3 separate regions of the Zea mays genome follow, and all the other regions are linked to region 2. The links are chromatin contacts, called in public Hi-C maps. All regions are on one chromosome and are shown on one strand. The core of a region is the stretch at or near the end of the contact, and the rest is flanking DNA. Distances in the headings are between cores, read along the strand shown.

Region 1 (3,572 bases), core at 499-2,998, 150 kb before region 2:
TTAGCAACATGTTTGCTTCTTTTGTTTATATAGTTTTCTTCTTTGAACTTGTATCTATTGATATAAAACTTAAATTCTATAAAACACCTGTAGGGTCTTGCTTGATTTTATCACGTGATTTTCTTGACCCCTGTGAATTGTCGTTCTGCATCTGCCACTTTGGATGGTGATGTCTGTGCACACTACCTTCATTGTTGAGTGTTGACGGCACTTCGGTTTATGGTAGCACACCTATTAAATTTTAGTTCTGAATCTAGATAAGTTATTTATTGTATAAATTTTAACTAGGTAGAAATTAAAGAACATAGTTAGAAGTAGTTTTTAATTTATCCAATTTAATTTTTTCTAGGCAGGTCCCCTTTAGTTAATAAATAAAGAAAGTAGGAATCCGCGTGCGTGTGCCTATCTGTTCATTCAAGAAAATCATGGCAACCTAACAGTGATATGTAGCACATAACAATATCAAATGAACAAAGTCTACGTACAAACTTAAGTGCAGCATGGGCTTTCGATATGAGCGTGTCCTACCAGGGTTCAGACTCAGCATCGTCAGTCATCAGCAAAGAGTAAAGACAAGCTAGCATAGTTGCTTGTGGCAGTTGACGATTCCATGTATCTCCATACCATGGGGAGCGCCCACAAGTAGCGCCAATCAGAAAAGGGGCACAGAAAGAAGAAAAAATGTAAGAACGAAGAAATAGTCACACAAATTAAGTAGCACTTCGGCGAAGAAACGAGGCAGCAGCAACCTAAATAATACTGATGCTGCCAGGCCTGGATGAGAAAAATCCAAATTACAGAAACTATACTCCTCTCCATATAATCCCCACTTCCCCAGTCGCAGATTAAGGGTGCTGAGTACAAGATGAGATGTGCAGAATAAGGGCGAGATGAGATGTATAGTATTGGTGTTCTGCGGAGAAGTCAAGTTAGTCAAGCAATTAGCACATGCAGCATGGCAGCAAAAATTTCCCCCAAACAGAGCAGTACCAACGCCATACCAGCGAAAGCGGAGCATAAAATTACCCCGTATATATATAGCGCGCGCACGAACGGGACACGCTACACGCCTCTTCGATTCATCTACACATAACCAGAGCTGTACGTCTGTCTACCCAATAACCATAATTCCAAAAATTCTCAACAAATTCGAACAGAGATAATTACGCATCACCTCAATTCATAGTTTCAAACAGCTTGGAAATGGGGCAGCACGCAGCGGGCAGTGTCGAAACGTAAGCAACGGAGGGGGCCGAGAGCGTACCATGAATCGGTAGAGTACTCGTAGAGCTTGCCCTTGGTGGAGAAGATGATGAGCGCGACCTCGGCGTCGCAGAGCACGGAGATCTCGTGCGCCTTCTTGAGTAGCCCCGAGCGGCGCTTGGAGAATGTCACCTGGCGGTTGATCTTGTTCTCGATCCGCTTCAGCTGCACCTTCCCGCGCCCCATCGCCGCCGCCTTCTCCCTCTCCTGATCTCAACCTAAATCCTAGCTCAGGCACGTCGCTTCAGCCGCCGCCGCCGACAGCAGCTATAAAACTAGCTAGCTTCCTTCCTTGTTGCTTGCGAGAGGCTTGCTTGACACAGGATAGGTAAGCCTACGGCTGGCTAATTGTAGATAGTATGCGGTGGCGGTGGCGCCGGCGAGTGCATGACGTCGCAGCTAGCTGCGGCGGTGGAGAGATAGGGGGAGGGAGGTGAGGGGACAGGCCGGGAGGAGGGAGACGCTGGGAGGAGGCGGATTTAAAGCGGTGATGAGCGCTGCCGCGACGGATCGGAGGGGGAGGGGGTATAGCGAAACCGGGATGGTTTCCCCGCCGCCGCTGTCGAACTGGCATTGGCCGATGCGGCGTGCCCGGGCCCACCTGGCCCCACGGCATCTCTCATCGCAAGGGCCCGCTGCCAGGGTCTTTCCTCGTACGGTCGAAACCGGCTTCTCTCACACACCTTGCCTGGCATGAAGTAATGACGACAAGATGCTGGCAGGCAGCAGCTATTATCTGTTTTTGTTTCTATCTACTCCACTCGACTACTGGTAGCTATAATGAATATCGCTATAACATTTATTTTCGACCAAAGTATTAGCAGTAGTATCTTCGAATAAATTTATTACACAAAAAAACCAACGCTCCATCTATTAATTCTATTTATATATTAAAACTATTAGTGTTATTTTTATATGTTTTATTAAAAATAAAAACGTTTGACTCTAACATATGAGAACAAGACTTGTTTTAGGGGGTGTTTAGTCTCTATGGGTGTTTGGGTTCTATTTTAGTTATCGTATTTATTAGTTTAGGGTCTAAAATAAAATAAAATGGATGGATTAAAAAATAGTTAGAAACCAAACAATCCTTAAGCTTTGTTTGGATACTCTAGTATTGACCATAATCCATATGTGTTGAGGTGGATTATATGTAAATTAGTTTAAGTTATACTGCAAACCACCTTAATACATATGGATTAGGATCAATACTAGATTACTCAAAGTAGGCATTAGGATGGTAGTGGAGTAGTATACTTTCTTAGTTCTTTTTTATTTGTCGCGCGCGTTAAAAACTGAACTAGTGGACGATAAATATTCGAGAATGGAGGTATTGTTTTAAATAGATCTAACTAGATTCGTTGTTGTCATTTTTTGTATCGGAATGTTTTGCTTTCAAATTAATTTGCACGGCCGTGCTGGTGCCACGTGCAGCGGTGCCCAAGCATTAAAGATATCAGATTGTTTGGAGTATGCGGCTCGTCGGGGTTTTTATTTTTATTTTGCTTTTTTAAGCGCACCGTACGCCGTGCACGTGATGAAGTCTGCGGGGTAATGTTTGGGCAAAACGGGGAAGGGGCAGCAACTGGTCGCCTGGTTTCCCGGCTCGGTCACTTTTCGCAGTCCGGAGAGGCGGACAACGCGTGGGGCGGGCTGACGCAGCAAGGGGCCGCCCACTTTTGGGCCGGTCCGACGGCAGCGGCCAGGCCACGACGGGGACGGGCCAATGCGGGACACCTGTGTCTCCTGCAGTCCTGCTGCTGCTGCACGAGCACGATGCGGCGGCTACAGGTCTACAGCAACAGTGCTATCAGAGCCGTTCGCTGCTACGGGCCTACGGCCTACCTCACCCAGGCCCAATCCACCCATGACCGTGATTGGCCGCGACCTGACTGCTTGTTTGATAGAGGTTCGTTAGCTTTGAATTATTAATTTCTAATAGAAAAAAGGAATATTGTTGGAGACTTGTTCTCAAATGCTATGAGTTAAGAACAAGGCAACACAGAAAATGTTAAACATTAAGGTCCTTCGTCCTTTGAAGCATTATTTCCCTTAGGATATAACGATCTCCGGACGAAGGTCATGAAGGACTAACCTTCATCAATACAGCATACATTAGTAAAAGACGAGGCATATGAAACATAAAAGATAGCATAAATAATCATATAACATTATTCATCTAACTTTATTAACTCATCATAGAGAAATAGAGACAATATTGAATTATAGATGTACCTTCGGCTTGGAAGGAGATGAAAATACAAGTGTGACGCAAAAGCAAATGCCAAGTCAACGTGAACAGTACGGGA
Region 2 (3,508 bases), core at 958-3,457:
ACTCGTTTTATTATTCAAAAAATAATGAGTTATCAATTATTTTTTTGTGATTTGTTTTATCACTTAAGGTAGTTTATATTTGACTTAAAATTTTATATTTTTGAATAAATATTTTAAATAAGACGAGTGGTCAAAGTTTTTTTTAAAAAAGTCAACAGTGTCATATATTTATAAACGGAGCTAGTATTTTTTTTGTATACGTCATAACAAAACTATAGCCAAAAGTTATATTATGGTGAATGTGCCATTGTCCAAGATGACCAATTATGGATTCATGCATAGCTAGCGTAGTAGGGTGTGTTTTTTGAGTTCTAGATTTTTATAGAACAGTTTTGGATTTATATTCTGAAATATTTTTTAGTAAATCGGAATCACTTTATTGAACCGTTTGCAGGTTAGCTAACAAGATTGGTACCAGAAAAAGTAAAATCGGGCATAGCAACTCAATTTATCTCTTTTTAATTTTAAAAGCTTAAATGCCCCCCTCCCCCTTCTGATTGTATGGTTTTAGAGCAACTCCCCTATAATACGAAACTGTTGTATATGTAAGTAGGTGATGTGGTTTAAGGATAGATCTCTTTGTTTTTGTACAGAGTAGAAATTGCAGATACATCTTACATTACATTGTTGCAATAATAGTACCTTTTTTTGGAACAATGTGATAATACTTGGTACTGCCACATATAATGCGAGAAGAGAGTAGTACTAGAACGAATATTCGTGATTGATTATTTAAAAAAAAAGATGATTGCAATAAGCAATGTATCGGGAAAGGTGCATGCATATGCTAATACCAGTTTATATTACCGTTCAAAAAAAATGTCATACATATGTTTGCCCATTATCTAAACATCACGTTATGTTATATCTAAAAAAACACGGTGCAGAGAAGTATATATGCAGTATGCTGGATAGAATTGTATTAAAAGAAGTAGTTGCCGAACTAAAAACTCAGAAAAGTGCGTGCATATGTTAAGACCATATTCACATATATTCTAGTCGAACTGCGTGATACTGAAACAGCTGCGTTGAATGCATATATGTGCACGGACATGAACTGATACATTTGCAGGCCAGGTACACTGATGAGGTGCACATCAAATGAAACCCTTGTTTTTCCCTTGAGTGACACACACACAGAGACGCAGACCGTAGACCGTAGACCGCATACATGTGTCGACCTCCTGGTCGCCTTTGCCCGGACCCCCCCCCCCCCCCCCCCCCCCCCGTCCGTTTGTAGACTTTCTATGCAACCTACTAGCTTCTGAAGATACGAGTACTGTGTACGCGCTGTACTGGTTGCCCAATAGAACAGAAAAGAATAAGGGGGGAAAACAGCAAATTAAAGCGCCACCGCCACCTATGAGTTTATGCAAGGACGTAAGCGTGATGAGGACGGGCAAACAAAACCCAGATCGAATCACACGTACGAAGGATTAGTGGCTAACAAAAAGGAGAGAGGGGAATCGGATCGAAGCGAAGCGAATATATGTGTAATAGGGTTTGTATGGTTACTTGGAGGAGGATGAGAACTGGTAGAGGCGGCCGGCGTGGGAGAAGAGGACGAGCGCGACCTCGGCGTCGCAGAGGATGGAGAGCTCGTACGCCTTCTTGAGCAGGCCGTTCCGGCGCTTGGCGAAGGTCACCTGCCGGCTGATCTTGTTCTCGATCCGCTGCAGCACCACCTTCCCGCGCCCCATGGTGCCCTGCCTGATCTCTCGGCTTTTTTGCCTCTCCGGATCGACGATCCCTCAGCGATTCTGCTGCTTTCTCTCTCTCGCCACCAGCAGGCGCTATCAGCGACCTCTTTAAACGACGGATTTGCCCCGTTCGTACCGCAATTATTGACGAAGGCGGTCCGTGCCCTTCGCCCTCTAGCGCAGACACACTGCACACAGGAGCCCGCGCTCGCTCGCTGCTCGCGCTCTGGGTTTTTCTGGCTGCCACTCAATTGGCTCGACGGGTGAGGGCCCTGCGGCATGTGGGTGGTGGGCTGCTATATGCTCGCTCGCTGCCTGAGGCGCAGCGAGGGTGGAAGGAGCGAGACGGATGTTGAGAGAGCGAGGCCGGCGGGGAAGAATCTTTCTTTGGTGGGGGGGTGCAGATTGGATCTCGCTCTCGCCTCGCGTCCTCAGTTTTCCTCACCCTAGGTGGCCACTAGGCTCCTCCTAGGTTTCGTTTCCACCGGCCGCAGGGCACTGACGATAGGTTAGGTCGACAGGCGACAGATACCGCCACATTTCGAGTGGAGCTGGCCCCGTGGGGAGTACAAGTAGTGTACCTATACACACAACCCTCTTCATCGACGTCGCCGCGGAGGGGCCCGGACCGGATGCATGGCCGCGGCGCTGCCGGCGAGACGGCCGGTCCATCGGTACTCGGTAGATGACGCCGCGCGCGGCGAGATCGAAAGACTGGCCTGGTGACGAGACGTTGAGGTCGTCGGCCGCGTAACCCGTGTGAGAGCGGGCGAGAGCGAGAGCGAGAGGAGGGCGATGCGGGGCGGCGAATCCGAGGCGGAGATCCGGGTCGCTGCCGTGCACAGGGCCCGAATCAGGACGTGTCGAGCCCGCGGTGGTGCCGCGCGAAATGCCGGAAAGCCGCCTCCACCACCCAGCACCAGCAGAGAGAGAGCTGCTATCGCCTAGCGCCTGCGCTCACGCAACGCAACGCGGGGCAGCCTTCGATTCCCTCTACTAGCTAGTGCGAACCGAACCAGCGCTAGCTAGTGCAGTAGTGGTAGTGCACACCTCTGTTTACCGGTACGTACCCCGCCACCACACCACCGACCCGACCGGGCGGTCGCCACGGGCGACGCGGCAACGCCGGTGTCCTTTCCCCGCCTCGGTTTCGTCCCTCCGGCCGTCATGCTGACACGCGCGCGCGCCGTGGCCGAGCCGTAGTCGTGGAAAAAAATTTTGTTGGAGTCCCGGCTGCAAATCAGGCTGTTTGCAGCCCCTCACAAAAAGGAGGATAGACCCTACCTGCATGTCCAACAGATAACGTTTTAGTTGTGTTATTGACCTGCAGATGAGGCATATTTTTTTGTGAGGGGCTACAAACAACCTGGTTTGCAGCCGAGCTTAGGGCTGGAAACGAGTCAAGCTTGGCTCGGCTCGATATAGGCTCGCGAGCCTGTACACTCAAGTACTTAACAACAGTAATTACGGTCATTAGCTCAAATTTTAAGCACAATATGTTCCATATAATAAAAAATTATGTCTCTGTACTCTAGTTTCTTGTGAGTTGTGACCAAAACAACACACTGGTCACTGGATCTAGATGACTGGACACTAATAAACAAACTGACAACTGACAGGTGATAGATGCAATAGTTTGGACCGAGCCTCGAGCCGGCTCGCGAGCCTCACCGAGCCGGCTCGGCTCGGCTCGTTAGTGTAGCGAGTCATACAATGAGGCTCGGCTCGGGCTCGTTTAGGCTCGCGAGCCTCACCGAGCCGGCTCGGCTCAGCTCGTTAGTGTAGCGAGTCATACAATTAGGCTCGGC
Region 3 (3,724 bases), core at 364-2,863, 190 kb after region 2:
CGCTCATTGCGGCTGAGTTGTTATGGGGAATATGTACAGGGGGCCTAAGACTGTCCCTAGCAACGTCCCCTAAATTTCGTCCTCTAAAAGAATATTCTCTGTCCTTTACAATACTCTCTAAAAGATTCGGTTCTCTATATTTTCTCCATCTCCAGCAATGTCCTCTAAATTTCATCCTCTATATCAACAGTGTACTATATTTCACATTCTATATTGATTTTTACCAGTCATGTGCACGTGAACGAGCAAACACAATAAATAAGCACAGTGTATAGAGTAGAACCGTACGTCTTCTATTTCTAGCGGATGCATGGCGTGCTCTAAAATTTAGAGGATTCTTTACAGTCTCTTGTTGAAGACAAAAAGTTGCATGCATCCTCTATATTTTAGAGGACAGAACCATTTACAGGTCCCTGTTAGAGGTAGTCTAACCGAACAGCCCCACGCGCTAGAGGCCCAGCAAGCGCGCTGCGATACGGTTTGGTAGGTCCAAGCAAAAGAGGGATTCGACATGCTCAGCGAGAGCAACTGACAGGTGGGTCCCATGTGCCAGCCACAACACTGCACGAGGGGCTGCCCATCGGGGCCCGTGCGTCAGCGCATGGTGACCACACGTGTGCCAGGGCCACAGGGACCGAGTCACTGCCCATGCAGGTCCACCTGTCGGCGCGCGGGGGATGGCGTGAGGTAATGGGCGAGAGGGTGTGTTTCGGCCCAGGTAGGTTCATTCTCTTTCTTTTTTTTCTTTTCTGTTTTCCTATTTCCATTTAAATCAATTCCCCTATCAAATTTCAAGATTTTAAATTCAAACTTGATTATGAATTTTGGCCACAAATCAAATGCACAAATAAAAAGTCTCTCAGTATGAATGCATTCACCATTTTATAAAAATAATTATTATCATTATATATATATATATATATATATATATATATATATATATATATATATATATATATATATATATATATATATCATTTGTTTAAATTAGCATGTCTCATCAACAAAACACAACTTAATAAATTTTAATATAATTTTCCAAGTAACATAAGAACTAACTAACTTCCTTAATGCGTTGTTTAGGGTTTACACACAATACGACATTATACTAGTCTCTATTATATAAAGCATTGGTTCCCATCATCCTCCTTTCGTTTACCTCTCTCTTCTCTTGATAAAAAAATCTAAAATTATACATAAACAAGGATTAACATGATAGTTGTAGCTTCAAACACACATGTCTTTGTGTTTTATATTTTATACTTAAATATATGATAAATAAAAACCGTAGCCACATACAGACACTATACTAGCTACAATTTACTGGTTAAGGTTATATTCCTTCTTTATTTTTTATTTATTGTATTTTATTAGTTTAAAAATAAACTAACATACCACAAATATTCGAGTACGAAGCAGTATAAACTGCAGCGTCAAGGACTCAAGCCTGAAGGGAACGAGTTCACCTGTTCATTCGTCATAAAGCAAAGGCAAACGGGCTTGGCCTCCGAGCCCAACAACGATGTCGCTGTTAGGAAAAAGCACTATTCTCTCATTTTGCCTTTGGGCCCAAGAAAGGAGCGTCCCCAAGTCCTGACGGCTGACGCCATCGACGCGGCGACGCCCTCCAACAAAACCGAAGAGGCGAGGAAGGAACACATGCTCTCTCCGCTGTTCTTGCTGAGTTGTTGTGGACAAAAAGAGCACGAAAGTGGGTAGAGAAAACGGGGGGCAAGCCAACCACACTCGCAGCCAGCCTGCCCGCTCGCCCGCCCGCCATTCTTGCCGATTCGAGTCGACGTCACGCCTCCGGCGCCCCCTTCGGTTGTCACCTCGGGGGTCGCGGATTGGTGGAGGGGAGGATTTGAGCGGCGCGGCCATGGATACAACATCTAGGGCCGCCAAGATCCCGTCGCTCCACCAGACGGAGATCAACTGGGATAAGTAAGCAACTATCCGTCTTGTAATTTTATAGGTTTCCATTTCGTGCCGATTCCCCCCTTTCCCGCGGTCCGTCCTAGTCTCCTAGAGATTTAGCTCCGACCATTGAACAGTGTCCTCCGCCCTAGTCCGAATCGGCTTTATCGCCTAGGTTTAGGAATTGTCGTTTGAGGATTTGACATCTCTGTTCATGCTCTGTGATGACCCAAGGTGGTGCGTCGGCGAGTATGGTGGAATTGATCAGCAGGTATGGAGTATTAGTTGAGTTCTTCGGGTATTAGTGCTTGGGCCGTATTAATATTTCTTTGGGCTGTAATAGATGGATTATCCAGGGCATTAGCCGTATTAGTAGTTGAATTCGAGATCTATAAATACTGTAATGAGTTGTTGAGAGGAGGATATGAAATAAAATAGAAACAGATACCTGAACAAACTCACCTGGTCCCCGTCGGCGTTGTCGTCGTCGTTCCGCAAGCAACTCACGCCCGGCGATCCGCCGCTGTGGCCAAGGGTCATCACAAGTGGTATCGGAGCTGTTGATCCTCGGAGGGTGGTCATCACGGCGCCGTCCACGAAGCCATCCGTTCAGACGTGGCTGATCCTAGAAGCAGTGGCAGGCGTGGAGCAAAAAAGGGAGGAGCGTTGGGAGCGGATGATGCTGGCGGTGGAGCGGTTGACTGGAAGATGGAAACCATGGAGATTGGACAGAAGAAAGCGGAGGAAGATCGAGCACTGATGGCTCGACAAATGGAGGAAAACGAGAGAACCATTGCACAGCTGCGACTGGAGTTGCAGGCGAAGGACTTGGAAGGTAACGAAACAAACTCTGAGCGAGAGATGTGTGCTCCTCGATGGGATGATCGGGGTGGAGGAATGGAGCGTGGAAGAGATCGTAGGGAGCAGTGGGGTGGAGGAAGAGAGGGTAGGACAGGCCCATTTCCGAAGTGGACATTCCCCAAATTTCAGGGCAGTGATCCAGGAATATGGTTTGATCGATGTGTAGATTACTTCAATGTCTATTAGGTGCCGGAGTGAATGTGGGCGAGTTCGGCTTTTATGCACATGAGGGGAATGCGTCAAGGTGGCTGCAGGTGTATAAGTTGAAACATGGATTGTGTGATTGGGGGCAGTTTACACAGGCAGTTAGGGAGAAGTTCGGAGTAGGCGAATATCCTCAAGCTATGAGAGATTTAGTCAATGTGACTCAGCAACAAGGAGTGGAGGAATACTCTCAAGCCTTTGATGATATCAGATATGTCACTACTTTGCATAATTCTGAGTTGGATGAGACTTTCTTTGTGACACTATATCAGGGGGCTGAAACCTGAAATTCAAACTCAGGTCATGGCTCAGATGCCTAAGACAGTGGATAAGACGAAGAGGTTGGCCAAGGTGTATCAGGAGATTTCAGAGAAGAATAGAATGAAGCATCAAAAGGGGCTGGCTCTGAAAACTCAGGTTACAGGAGTAAGGGGAGATAATAGGGCAGGAACATTGTATCCTGAGTTGAGCAAGGAGAGGCAGTTGAGAGACTACAGAAGAGCAAATGGGTTGTGTTTTATCTGTGGTGATAAATTTGAACCAGGCCATCAAGCAAAATGTCCCAAGAGGTTGGTAACTCAACTGCATAATCTGACAGTGGAAGATATGGGTATGATTTTGACTGATGAAGTGTTGCAGAAGTTGGAGCATGAGGAGAAGTGAGTGGAGGAGTTACATCAATTATCCTGGAATGCTATCAGTGCACAGAATGTGATGGATGCATGAGGGTCCAAGCTCTGAT

Evidence for each region. Hi-C and Micro-C count contacts between places; a contact is called where the count stands out from the background.
Region 1: a Hi-C map of leaf shows a contact between it and region 2, with 3 times the contacts expected there. The contact joins the promoter of LOC542041 here to the promoter of LOC542038 in region 2. A contact is called at or near these places in 9 of 25 Hi-C or Micro-C datasets (ear, endosperm, leaf and 3 more).
Region 3: a contact with region 2 is called in a Hi-C map of tassel, with 2.0 times the contacts expected there. The contact joins the promoter of LOC100284570 here to the promoter of LOC542038 in region 2. A contact is called at or near these places in 5 of 25 Hi-C or Micro-C datasets (ear, leaf, tassel and 1 more).

What each region holds. Positions count from the first base shown.
Region 1 is chr1:283,877,508-283,881,079 of Zm-B73-REFERENCE-NAM-5.0, forward strand. LOC542041 (m4 protein) reads right to left here and starts at 1,749. Exons shown (of 8, transcript NM_001111681.1): 1 at 1,265-1,749. The coding sequence starts at 1,449.
Region 2 is chr1:284,023,812-284,027,319 of Zm-B73-REFERENCE-NAM-5.0, forward strand. LOC542038 (MADS24) reads right to left here and starts at 2,208. Exons shown (of 8, transcript NM_001111679.2): 1 at 1,516-2,208. The coding sequence starts at 1,700.
Region 3 is chr1:284,211,600-284,215,323 of Zm-B73-REFERENCE-NAM-5.0, forward strand. It overlaps LOC100284570, which reads left to right and starts at 1,614. Exons shown (of 6, transcript NM_001370665.1): 1 at 1,614-1,944. The coding sequence starts at 1,880.